2 separate regions of the Zea mays genome follow, and region 1 is linked to region 2. The links are chromatin contacts, called in public Hi-C maps. All regions are on one chromosome and are shown on one strand. The core of a region is the stretch at or near the end of the contact, and the rest is flanking DNA. Distances in the headings are between cores, read along the strand shown. Region 1 holds the start of LOC100273525. Region 2 holds the start of LOC103647464 (keratin-associated protein 5-4).

Region 1 (6,572 bases), core at 2,991-5,490, 420 kb before region 2:
GGGCGGTGACGAAGTCGCGTCAGGGGCGGACTGCACCGTTGTCTCAGGTACGAGGGCGACGCCCAGCAAGTCCTTCACGAGCGTGCTGGTGTCGTCCGTCTGCTTGGAGTCGGCGCGTTGCGGGGAAACGACGCTTGTCTTCGTCTCAGACGCGAGGTCGACGCCCGACGCGTCCCCCGCTGGGGCGCCGGCGTCGTCGACTTGCTCGACAGCCGACGAGGTGCAGCCTCCTACTTGGCCATGGTTGCCCCGCCTCCTCCTCCGTCGGCGGGGGAGGTGATGGGACAAACCCGAATGTTGTTCTTCCGCCACGTGGGGAAGACGTCGTTGATTCCGCCACCGACGGGCGGGCTGACGGCCGCCATTGTCGTTGTCGCGCGGCGGAGGAAGGAGTATCATGTCGTAGCTGTCGTCGAGAGACATGAACTCAAGACTCCCGAAACGGAGAATCGTCCCGGGTTGGAGAGGTTGCTGGAGACTACCCATCTGGAGCTTGACGGGAAGTTGTTCGTCAACACGCAGCAGGCCCCTACCTGGCGCGCCAACTGTCGGCGTTTCGACCCCGGGGGGTCCCTGGACCGACGAGTGAATTGTCGCCGCGTGCCTCAGCCCAGATGGGTCGGCGCGAGACGGAGCACGAAGGGGGGAAGAAACAGGCAAAAGGGGAAACCCGCGGCCTTCGTGTTGCCCTGCGCCCAGGTCGGGTGCGCTTGCAGTAGGGGGTTACAAGCGTCCGCGTGGGAGAGAGAGAGCCTTATGCGCCGGCCCGTTCCCCCGTGCGGCCAACCCTCTCGTACGAGAGCCCTGGACCTTCCTTTTATAGGCGTAAGGAGAGGGTCCAGGTGTACAATGGGGGTGTAGCAATGTGCTAACGTGTCTAGCAGAGAGGAGCTAGAGCCCTAAGTACATGCCGTCGTGGCAGTCGGAGAGGTTTTGGCACCCTGTTCATGTGATGTCGTGGCCGTCGGAGGAGAGCTGGAGCCCTGTGGAAGGACAACTGTCGGGGCTGTCGAATCCTTGCTGACGTCTCCTTGCTTCCGTAAGGGGCTGAGAGCCGCCGTCGTCATGGAGCACGCGGGGCGCCATCATTATTTGTTTACCGGGGCGAGCCAGATGGGACGCCGGTCTTGTTCCCCGTAGCCTGAGCTAGCTAGGGGTAGGGTAATGATGGCCCCCCCTGTGACGTGGTCGGTCCGAGCCCTAGGTCGGGCGAGGCGGAGGCTCCTCCGAGGTCGAGGTCGAGTCCGAGCCCCGGGTCGGGCGAGGCGGAGACCGTCTTCCGAGGCCGAGGTTGTGTCCGAGCCCTGGGGTCGGGCGAGGCGGAGTTCGTCGTCCAGCGTCGAGGTTGAGCCTGAGCCCTGGGGTCGGGCGAGGCGGAGACCGTCTTCCGAGGCCGAGGCAGTGTCCGAGCCCTGGGGTCGGGCGAGGCGAAGTCCGTCGTCTTCTGAGTTGTGGTTGAGTCCGAGCCCTGGGGTCGGGCGAGGCGAAGTCCATCTTCCGAGGCCGAGACGGGGGCCGAACCCTGGGGTCGGGCGAGGCGGAGCTTCCTATGGCGCCCGAGGCTGGACTTAGCTGCTGTCAACCTCACTCTGTCGAGTGGCACAGCAGTCGGAGCGACGCAGGCGACGCTGTTTTCTTGTCAGGTCGGTCAGTGGAGCGGCGAAGTGACTGTGGTCACTTCGGCTCTGTCGACTGAAGAGCGCGCGTCAGGATAAGGTATCAGGCGATCCTTGCATTAAATGCTCCTGCGATACAGTCGGTCGGCGTGGCGATCTGGCCAAGGTTGCTTCTCTGCGAAGACTGGGCCTCGGGCGAGCCGAAGGTGTGTCCGTTGCTTGAGGGGGCCCTCGGGCGAGACGTGAATCCTCCGGGGTCGGCTGCCTTTGCCCGAGGCTGGGCTCGGGCGAGGCGAGATCGTGTCCCTTGAGAGGACTGAGCCTTGACCTTAATCGCGCCCATCAGGCCTTTGCAGCTTTGTGCTGATGGGGTTACTAGCTGAGATTAGGAGTCTTGGGGATACCCCTAATTATGGTCCCCGACACACTCCGTAAAAAACTAAAATTAAAGTGAACATGACCCATATATCAGATATTAATCTACAGATAAAAACGAGAAAGATATAAAAAAAATTGCATCCTTCTTTATAGCCGGCTCGTCCGGTTGTCATCCTTTGGCTATTGGGCGGTACTATCTGGGAGCACTATGCTGCGTACAACTTTCGTAAAATGCGTTAAATGTATGTCATTAAATGGCAATTCTCCATTTCTAATTACTTAGAAATCATTCGAAAAGGATATGTTTCTGAACTGCTATATAATAAAGAACACTAGCAGACCCTATTAGGAGGTGGATACAAGCACTATAGACGTATCCCTGTCCCCCATTTATAACTTGTACATACTTATTCATTGAAATAAAAAGTAATGTAAGGACTTCTCTACAGTAAGTTTTGATAAAAAATACATAGAAATCCCAAATTAGAGAAAACAACCCATATAGACACACACACTAACTATATAAAAGTTGCCAAACAAGTCAACCGAACACCCGCAACACAATTGATTAAAAATAACAAATAACAAAAATAACATCGGACACCTAAATCGAATGTCTTAGACCATCTTCAATAGTTCACTCATATGGTCATCTAAAACATTGTTTTGTACTGTAAATTGTACTGTTCGCATAGTAGAGTTTGAATATAGGGATGATGATGAGTAAGCTGCTGGAGATAGCCTTATATACCAATAGGTCATGTCTCGTATACGAGACCAGTGCAGTCCAAAGTCTAAAATGCTTCTTCTCCATTGCAACTTTAATCACAAGTTGTAGGGCCTACTGGGATTACACTACAATGTATACCCGCATAAAAGAAGCGCAATCTAATCCAAGTAAATCAAGGCAAAGACATATATATAAAGTTAAAATGCCATAAGATACCGAAGTTTGGAGTCCCTCCAGTCCTATTATGATGGATGAGAAAAGAACAATTTCATCGATGAGAAATGAACGTTTCAGTTTCAGCATTACACTGATTGTGATCGAATCACAATTGTATTGGTGGTAACTGAAATGGTCTCCTATCACCACCCTTTGAGTGCCAGTCTGGCCCCATGGACTGTCATGAGTCGAGCCAGCCAACTCGCAGCTCCTACCTCGCCTCACCGTATTCCATGTACGGAAACACGAAGCCTTCCTACACCTCTAGAGTTACGCGTATTCCATTTACGGAAACACGAAGCCTTCCTACACCTAGAGTTAGGAAATGAGTCGTCTCAACTCGTACCATTTCCATATTTTGACCCATCTATTCAGGGGTGAAGCCAGAATTCAAAATTAGGAGGACCAAATTAGATTAGGGGGCTATTAGAAGCATTTTTACACTATTTACATAAAAATTAGCTAAAAACCTAAGATATCCTGTAGAATTAGGGGAGCATTAGGGGAGACATTGCCCCTCTGCCGTCGCCCCTGCATATATTTTCGTATTTAGAAAAAAAATCAAAAATAAGATGAACATGGAAGATGATCTATCTCATCCATTTTTGTACAATCCCTTTTTATTCGGCTTGAGCCCGTATTTATTCTATATATAAAAAATCCAGAATCGGCCCAGTATGTACTAGTGCAATAGCTAAAGTCTCATATACTTACGTCACAAATTATAATATGAGATATTATTCTAGCCATTGGTTCTCCTCGATGACAAAGTGCCTAAAAACTCAAACAACATCAGTCATAGTTATATATACATCACTAACAAGTAAACAACGATAAAAATATTACCTCTTTGTATCTATTTATTTCACGTTATTATCTTGTTAGTCAGTCACCGTTTAGCCATCAATAAAATGCATATTTACATTAAAGTATAAGTTTTCGCTTAATAGTTCAGTTCCCGTTCATTTTCTATACCGTTTATTCCTTTTAGTTTTCGCTTTTGACTATTCTAAATCCGATCCTTTTTAGTCATAAAATATGGAAATAAAAACTGGAGAGAGGTTTTAACAGCCGTTTTCGTCGCTAGCACCTAGCCTTGTGGCGTTGTTGATCCCTACATCAGAGATCAGACGCACATACCTGGGCACCTGGCTTCGCGATCCAGTCGATTGGTATTACCCGCCTACGTGCACCGGGCACAAGGGAGCGGTCGCTGTGGACCTGGGACGCCGCGGTGCCCCGTGCCCCCAGACCCTTCTCTCCCTCTCGCACGACCTCAGAGGCTCAGACAAGCGCGAACCCCGCGAAGCTGCCAAGCCGCGACTGCCCCTCGACCTGCCCGCTTCCTCCGACGCCTAGGGTTTTCTACCGGGCGCCGCCGCCGCAGCCGCGGCCGGGGATGCAGGTGGCCCTGCGCAGTTAGCCGCTTTTGGATCCACCGCCGCCGCGCGCCATGTCGCTCCTGCGGCGGCGGAAGCAGCAGCAGCTACCGCCCTCGGAGGGCGACGGGTCCGACCACGACGACAACGACAAGGGGAAGAAGCCGTCCTCGTCCTCCGCGCCGCCGTCCAAGGAGCCCACGAGGCGGACCAAGGCCAAGTGGTCGTGCGTGGACAGCTGCTGCTGGCTGGTCGGGTGCGTGTGCTCCGCCTGGTGGTTGCTGCTCTTTCTCTACAACGCGATGCCAGCTTCGTTCCCGCAGTATGTCACCGAGGCCATCACGGGGCCGCTCCCGGACCCGCCCGGGGTCAAGCTGCAGAAGGAGGGGCTGCGAGCTAAGCACCCCGTCGTCTTTGTCCCCGGCATCGTCACCGGGGGCCTCGAGCTATGGGAGGGACACCAATGCGCTGAGGGTCTCTTCCGCAAGCGGCTATGGGGCGGCACATTTGGTGACGTATACAAGAGGTGCTTTATCCTCCTACTATTTTGTTGTTGTTTTTTTGTTTCCGGAATCACAGTCGTCCTCGTGAATTTAACAGTAACTAGAACTGCAGTGTGATTGGTTTTGAAAGGTTATTTGTTTCTTTGGTTGGTTGGACCTATCAATTGGATGTTTGTTGCCTACATCACATGTTCTTTAAGTTTACTTTATTTGGTCATTGATATTGTCTTTATAAAGTGCAGATTCAGTGTTTTGCTAATGTTACTGGGAATAGTTATGTGTTATTACCTTGTATTGTTTCGCAAATGTTACTGATTGCTAATCAACCTCGTCTTTTATATAGTTTTATTTAAGCATTAAGAATTTAATTCCTATGAGACTTTATAGCTGTCTTTTCAGGAAATTCTTCTTTTCAGAGACTCGGAGCTATCTCAGTGACAGGGTACTCACTGAGATCTCGGCAATGATAATTCCTCTATGATTTATCTTTTTTGTTTTATGCAAGGGTCCAAAAGTTCATTGTACTTTGATTTGGCCTTGTGCTTGGTGAGTAGGTTGGCAGCCTGTTTGGTCCCAATCTCTGTTTTAGTTATGTAGCTTCTCAAGATCTGAAATATAGCAGCAAAAACGGCTTACTGTTGTCTTGACGCAGTGTTTTTTTAGAAAGCGCTGAAAATTTTCTTAGTACCACTAGTGGAAGTGTGGAACTTGAAGTGTGCAATATATGCACTTTGGACCTGCATGGTGCTGGTGTCTTGTGAAACTATAAAGCACCAACACTTCTCTTGTACTATTTCCTTGCCCTTTACTATTCTTTCTCATCCTACTTGGTTTAGGTGGACACATGGGAACTGTTTTTATGTCGTGAAGAATAGTTATTTTTCTAAATCATGTAGTTTCTAAACTTTCAGAAGAAAACTGCATTTTGCATGAAAAGCTGGAGCTTTTTTTCTGGTACTAGGCATGCATAGCAAGGTTTCAGAAACAATTTGGTCCCCTCTAGCAGTTCTACCATTCAGGTCTTGCTTTTATAGAAAGATCCATGTTGCCTGCAATGTACTTTCTGGAAAGTGTACCGACCAGAATTTTGATCTTATTAGTCTTGTGCTGTTGAGCTATCCATGTATACTACAGGGAAAAGAAATGCCTTAGGGCTAGTTTGGCAACCTCATTTTTCTATGGGATTTTCAGTTTCCCAAGGGAAAATGAACTAATTTCCCATGGGAAAATGAAAAACCCTTGGGAAATTGTGGTTCCCAAACCAGCCCTTACAGTTTATTTTAAACAGTTACTTATTTGCACTAACATTTTGGCTGGATCATTGTTATTGGTTGCAAATATTTGGATTCTGTCATTCTGAAATCTCAAGTGCATTAAACCTCATTGGGCCCGGCATTATTTTGGCTACCAGGAAAATGAGGGGTTATGGTTTCACTTTTTTTTCCTCAGCTGAAATCCAATTTACTATGCTCAATTGCCCATCGTGAAGAACATACAATTTATGAATCTTGAACTTCAGAAGTTCTTCATTTGCCGTCCTATGAAACATGAGGACAGGTTTCACAACACATTTTGACATTATATCTTTATCAAGTCAGTTGTGGTGAACTGTGAACAAATGTGCTTGTTATGCATATCGGCACCTCTTGTATTTGCATTCTTCCCCTAGCAGTAAGGTCAACGGCACTCAGATGGGAAATAACCGAAGCATCTTATGCCATGGCAGTTGCGTACTTCTTCTTTGGCCACT
Region 2 (6,235 bases), core at 2,070-4,569:
GCCATGCAACCACTGAAAGGAATAAGTAACGGAATGCATACCTGATCCACCAAAAAAGACGGCATGATCTGTGCGTCTTCTTCTTTCTGAAAAATTGAAGGAAAGGAAGTCAATTCATAATAGCATTTGTGGATGCTTCAGAGTAATTATAACATCGAGTCTATAGATCATACATCGGTATTAGTGGGTCTTGTTTTGTACCAACAAACTCATTTACCCTGGAAGGTTTAAAATGAGAGAATGTTAGAGAAAATATAAACAGAATGTGCTTCAAACAGTGAAGAAAAATATGCAACATATCTGAAGTTAGGCCAAAACAACCAACGAATTATCATAACAGTGCACTGCGAAATAATTCAGTGGGCGATAATTTAATAGCCTTCCAAACTGCATATACATATCCACATTCCATTGGAAGGGTTAGTTGGAAACATGCCAAATAGGATTAATTGTATACATGCCGCTCGACTTTTACAAAATTACACGGGTAGTTCATTTTGATGTCATGGAGTGGCATGAAAGTGAACTGGTTTCCACTTTTTTTCAAAAAATTGAGTGGCATGTTTCTAATTAACCCTTCAATATACGTGACATTCAGACTTCAAGAGCTAAATACAGTAAAGTAAATTTTGATTAGTGATTTGTTTGGAATGGCTCCGACTCCAGCTCTCGCAGCAGCTTCGGCGATGGAGCCATACCATACTTAGGAGGAGGAGCTGTTTTCTAGTGATAGCAGAGGAGCCGGAGCTGGAGCAAGATTTTTTTTTTTTGGTCTCGAGGATCTGCAATTTGTGGGTCCTCCTCAAGTACTCCCCGGTTCCAGCAAAGACATGTCAAACAAGCCCTAGCAAACTATTAATTTGATCTTTTGGCCAAATGTAGTAAATATGGTAACCAAAATATTATCAGTCAGTACTTCAGGCCTCCCGGAAGTAGGAGCGAAAATGTTGGAATGGATCACAAACTGAGCCACTAGCTAAAAAAGGACATTCAATGCAAAACCATGTACCAAACACTGGTCTGTGTGGGGTTGTTTGCTGAATACTTATAAGTGCATAGAACAATGCCTCCAAAGACCATACTGATATAGAATTGGGTTGAAGTACAATTAACCAATAACAATTTGTTGTGGCAAGATATAAGTGACAGAATGATGAATAATAATGATAATAAAATCAATCTTCATTTGACATGAAACCAAGATTTCATCATAAACACGGCATTTGCAATAGATGCCAAGGAAAGAGTACATGCAATGCAGGAAGGGCAACAGTGCATACTCTTTACAACTTCTAGAGACTGGTGGAACACCTTCGAGTGATTGTAGCTCGTCCTGCAAAAATCATACTGATGTCAAATAAATGCAGTTTTTAGGCGGTCTCCAGCAGCTATCCTCTCCCATCTCTATCTCATCTCCTATTTAAAACTTCCTATGTAAACAATGTAATATACCGTGCAAATCCACTATTTTACACGATTTTTTTTTGGACGTATGCTACTCGTGAAAGTGGTACCAAGGAAACATGGTTGCAGACTGTAAGCCTGATCACCCATGAGAAATAATGTGAAAGGAACGCTAAATATTTGGAATTATGCATAGCTATTTGTTATTTGCCCCAAACCAACAATATCTGATGTGTAGACTCGTTGTGCGGGGCATTTTCAAAAGAGAATGAGGACAGTTTAACTAAAAATGTTCTGTGGGAAAAATAAATTTTACGGTGGCGAACACTGAAACCATCAATCCACTAGCCTGTTTATATTCATGGCATTCACTGACTGCACCTGCAGCTACCTCCAGTGCTTTGGACATCATATAAATAAAAAGAAGACCAAAGCACACTTGACCAGTAAAGATTAAATGAAGTGCTTTACTCACCTGGATAGCGTCGCAAATCTGCTCCTTAAAGCAGAGCACGGCGTCAAAAGGACACTCGTTTCCCTTGATTAAAAAAAACACAAAATCTAGTCCAGAACATAGAAAGCCCCAAAACTGTGGCAGCCCAGCCCATAAACACCAGTAGTACATGTACTGTACTGTACGGTGCACCGTGCAGCGCACCACCTTTGCCTCTGCTGCACGAACACTCATGATAGCGCTAGTGCCTGACGAAGGAACGCCATGCCGTGTGCGTGTCCGCGGAGCAAGAACGGAAGGGGGACACGCCCACCCGCCGCTCCACGCGCAGCTCTGACACGGGCAGCGCGCCAGTGCCACTGCCCACTGCGGTCTGCGGCACTGCCCATGCCCCCGTCCCCTCTTTTCTCCCAAGGAACCGAACCGCACGGCCCAAGAGGACAAGAGGTACAGCCGCGGCACGCCCGAAGAGGGCAACTGGGCTGGGCGAGCCTGTCGCGCGTCGGGAATAGCTGCCGGGATCCGCCGCCCTCCCTCCCTCCATCCCTCCGCATTTTTAAGGCTCTCATCCCCAAACGAAGACGAAATAAATGGCGTGGTGTGCTCCAACGATCAGATTTTGCACACCAACCTGCCATTAAACTAGTGCATCTCCCCCACACGCACACGCTAGTACTGGCCCCCCTTCTACACGCTGCACATGTTTCCTAGAAAACGAGAGCGCGCGACGAATCGGATGCTTACTGCAGCTGGTGGTGATTTTTTTTTTTTTTGAAAGTTTTTTTTTAGTTAGGGCAAGTCAAAGGGGGACGAGACAGAATCACAGAAAGGGAACGGTCCTGCCGGCGATGCCTCACCTTGAGGAAGTCGATCTCGCGGTTGAGGGCCTGCAGCTCCAGCTGCAGCCGGCGGCGGCCGCACAGGTCCGGGTACCTCGGCGGCGACTTGGGCCGTGGGGGCTCCAGCACCACCGCCACCTCCTCCCCCATGGACCTCACATGTACTGGCGGCTAGCAGAGTACCTCCCACACCGGCACACCTCCCCCTAACGAGTGCCGGCCGGTGTTCGGGACTAGAGAAGCGGAATGTTGAGGAGGGAGTGGTGGCTGGCTGATGGTGGTATAAGTCGCGGCGATCGGGCGATGAGCAGGGGGACAGCGGGCTGAGGCGGGTGGAGGATATCGCACGCACGGGAGTGACGGACACGCGCGCTCGTGTCTGCGCACGCGAGGGGAAGCAGGATGAGAGGAAGAAGAGGAAGTGGGAGGATTGGATGAGGAAGCGAGGAGCAGGACGTCCCCATATACTGATTACTGAGCGGGAGGGAGAGAGAGAGAGGATGGCTGCGCGGGCAATAATGGCAGAGAAGGGGGCGTGGGGTTGAGAGAGAGAGAGAAACGGGAGAGCAGGGGAGGAAGGACGCTGTTGGGGTTTAATAGGTGGGCCTTGTTTGACTGCGACGTGGGTCCCAGGCCCACATGGTTCGGGGTTTAAGCTAGGGACGCCGCCGTGGGGTGGGACGGAACAGTAGGGTAGGAAGTAGGATCACGGACGGCGTTATGGTGATCTTGGTCTCGTTGCCGTTGCCGTTGGACCCTTCTCAATCTTCTCCGGTGGTGGTTTGCGAGTCCGCCTCCGCTGACGACGAGCTCAACAGTGCAAAACCATCATGATGCGGCGTCGGTGAAATCATGGCGAGCGCCGAGGATCTGTTTAGCAGCTCCACTTTTCTCAGAAGAGGATTTCAGATCTAATAAAACAGGCCTCGATGGGTCACTCGTATCATCCGACAGAGAAGCAATGACCCTACCTGATGCAACAGCCCAACGTATGAGATTCACGGCTGGTGGCAGCTAATGATAATATCATTTCTTTTTACAGAACGAGCACGTTACAATATCCAAAGTTTCATTATCTTGCCAATTCTATCTACGAATCTAGACAAACTCATGTCTCGTAACTAAAATTGCAGTCCTTTTTAAGACATGTACAACATTGCTTTAGAGACTAAATGACAAAAATACAGGAGACTTTCTCTTCTCGGATAGCCAGCCTCTACTCGATTTTCTGTGTATATATTGTCTCTAAACTACATTTATAATATGAATGATTTTAAAAACAACTCATTGTATCATGCAATCTCTTACTTATATCTTGTACATGAAAATCGATGTACGGGCTTATGTTTATACATGTCTTTAGACGAATTACAATACTCCACCTCAGCTAATTTCATACCATCCAATACACTACCATGCCATCAAATTGATGATTTGGTCCAAACAACTCCGCGGGGAACAACTTAAGTGGCTTGATGGTTGACATCATACTCTTGCAGTCTTGCTACGATATGTGTTTGGTACTCCTTGCTCGCTCAACACGAGCTAAATAATCTATTCGATTGTTTCATTTTAACATGAGCTAATCTTCTATACCATGACCAACTCGTACTTGACTTGGTGAACATACATATCGTAAGATTTGTTTCGCTATCACCAAAGTCCACCAAATAAGGGCCTGTTCGGTTAGACCCTTCCCGGCCGGGATCACAGCCCGATCCACGTGGATCACCCCCTCCTGGAAACAATCCCGACCCATAAAAAAATGGTGTTCGGTTAAGCCCTGTTGCCCTCGGCCTGGAACGGTGCCCCTGTCGAGTCCATGATTTTTTCGTTGCCCCTGACCTGGAACGGCGCCCGGTCTCTCAGCGGTGGAAAATATCCCCACGCGAAGCAGCCGCAAGGCAACAGGCGTAAAGCAGGCGGCGGCGACTAGGCTTGGACGCGAGATTCCTCTCCCCGACGTCGATTTCCTCCGACAGTCGACTTCTCACCAGTACTCTTCTTCCTCTGTGTCTCCTATTGCATCTAGGGTCCAAGAATTTATAGTCGATGGGCAAATCTAGGATCCCCATCGCCGACACACGAACTTCGCCTGACGCAGTCAACGGCTACGCAGCCGGAGCCCCATCGCCGGCGAGCGTTGCGTGAGAGGGCAAGAGCGGAGATGCTCGCTCTCCCTCTCCAGCTCTGCATCTGTGCAATAAAGAAGCAGCTGCGTGAAAGAACCATATGTGAGCTGCGTTAAAGAAGCAGCTGTGCAGAAGATGAGGCTTGGGGCTTCTTCCATACAGTTACGCCTATGAATCATTCATATATGTAGACAACAATAAAGATACTTCCTACCCAATGACGATATTGTATCTTCATTTATTACTACTGCAATATTTCACCATTAGTAAAACCTGACAGCAAGTGAGATTTCTATGGGTCTGTTTGGTTGGGCTGTGGCTGTGGAAAAAGTTGCTGTGGGCTGTGAGCTGTGGAAAAAGCTGCTATAGGCTGTGTGCTGTTAAAAAGCTAAAAATCGTTTGGTGGAAACCACTAAAAGTCGTTAAAAGTTCTTTGATATATGTTTTCACAGTTCCATCCAAAAGCCACTAAAAGCAGGTCCAGGGGTGCTTTCAGTTTTGCACTACGAGAAAGTCGGCTTTTAGAAAAAGCTGCTTCGTGGATCCAACTCTTTGGTTGGCTTTTGGCTTTTAGGGGGCAAAAGCCAAAGCCAAAAGCCAAACCAAACACACCCTATGTATGACTGCCTATGGATATCCTTAAAACCTGGAGCAATAAATCACCATTAATTACTATTGCAATATATGACAATGTATCCTTCTTCCTCCTATTAATTCTTTTATCACCTGGCCATTCCTTCCCCCACTAAATTACTAGCTACAGCATGTTACTGTATGCTACTGCCAGTAATTAATGTTACTCATGTACCATATTGATATTATTTGTTCATGTTCTATGACGCTTCTCTGTATTATGAACTATTGACGTCTTTTTCTTGTAATGCAATTCACTTGTTACTTGATCAAATTCAGTTTTAGTTTTTATATACTCATCAAATTCAGTTTTAGTTTTTATATACTCATCGAATTCAGTTTTAGTTTTTATATACTCATCAAATTCAGTTTTAGTTTTTATATACTCATCAAATTCAATTTCAATTTTTATATACACATTTTGATACCTTAAATGTCGAAGCAAATACCATCTATAGAGAAGAAGACAAACTATTTAGAAACCAGACAAAAGGACAAGAGAAACCAAACAAAAGGACAAGCAGCAACTACATATCGACTCTTGGTTCACCACTTCTGCCCCCCTGTTTCAGTAGTATACCTAATCTTGTTCTTGCTCCTGAGACATATCCATGAAGCGTAATAACCACCGGAAACAAAGCTGTCATGGATGAAGTATAAAAGAAAATTTAAACAATGCCAAGCATGCATTAAAAAGAGAACAACAGATGTAGACAAGTTGAGATCATGAGAACCAACTTTTCTACCAGATTACTAGCCATTACAAACTAGTG

What was found. A called contact is a pair of places that touch in the nucleus more often than the background predicts.
Region 1: a contact with region 2 is called in a Hi-C map of endosperm, with 2.6 times the contacts expected there. The contact joins the promoter of LOC100273525 here to the promoter of LOC103647464 in region 2. A contact is called at or near these places in 2 of 25 Hi-C or Micro-C datasets (ear and endosperm).

The regions. Positions count from the first base shown.
Region 1 is chr2:189,821,745-189,828,316 of Zm-B73-REFERENCE-NAM-5.0, reverse strand. LOC100273525 reads left to right here and starts at 4,240. Exons shown (of 6, transcript NM_001147943.1): 1 at 4,240-4,845. The coding sequence starts at 4,394.
Region 2 is chr2:189,399,075-189,405,309 of Zm-B73-REFERENCE-NAM-5.0, reverse strand. It overlaps LOC103647464 (keratin-associated protein 5-4), which reads right to left and starts at 3,319. Exons shown (of 5, transcript XM_008672002.4): 1 at 2,716-3,319; 2 at 1,281-1,333; 3 at 174-218; 4 at 42-86. The coding sequence starts at 2,847.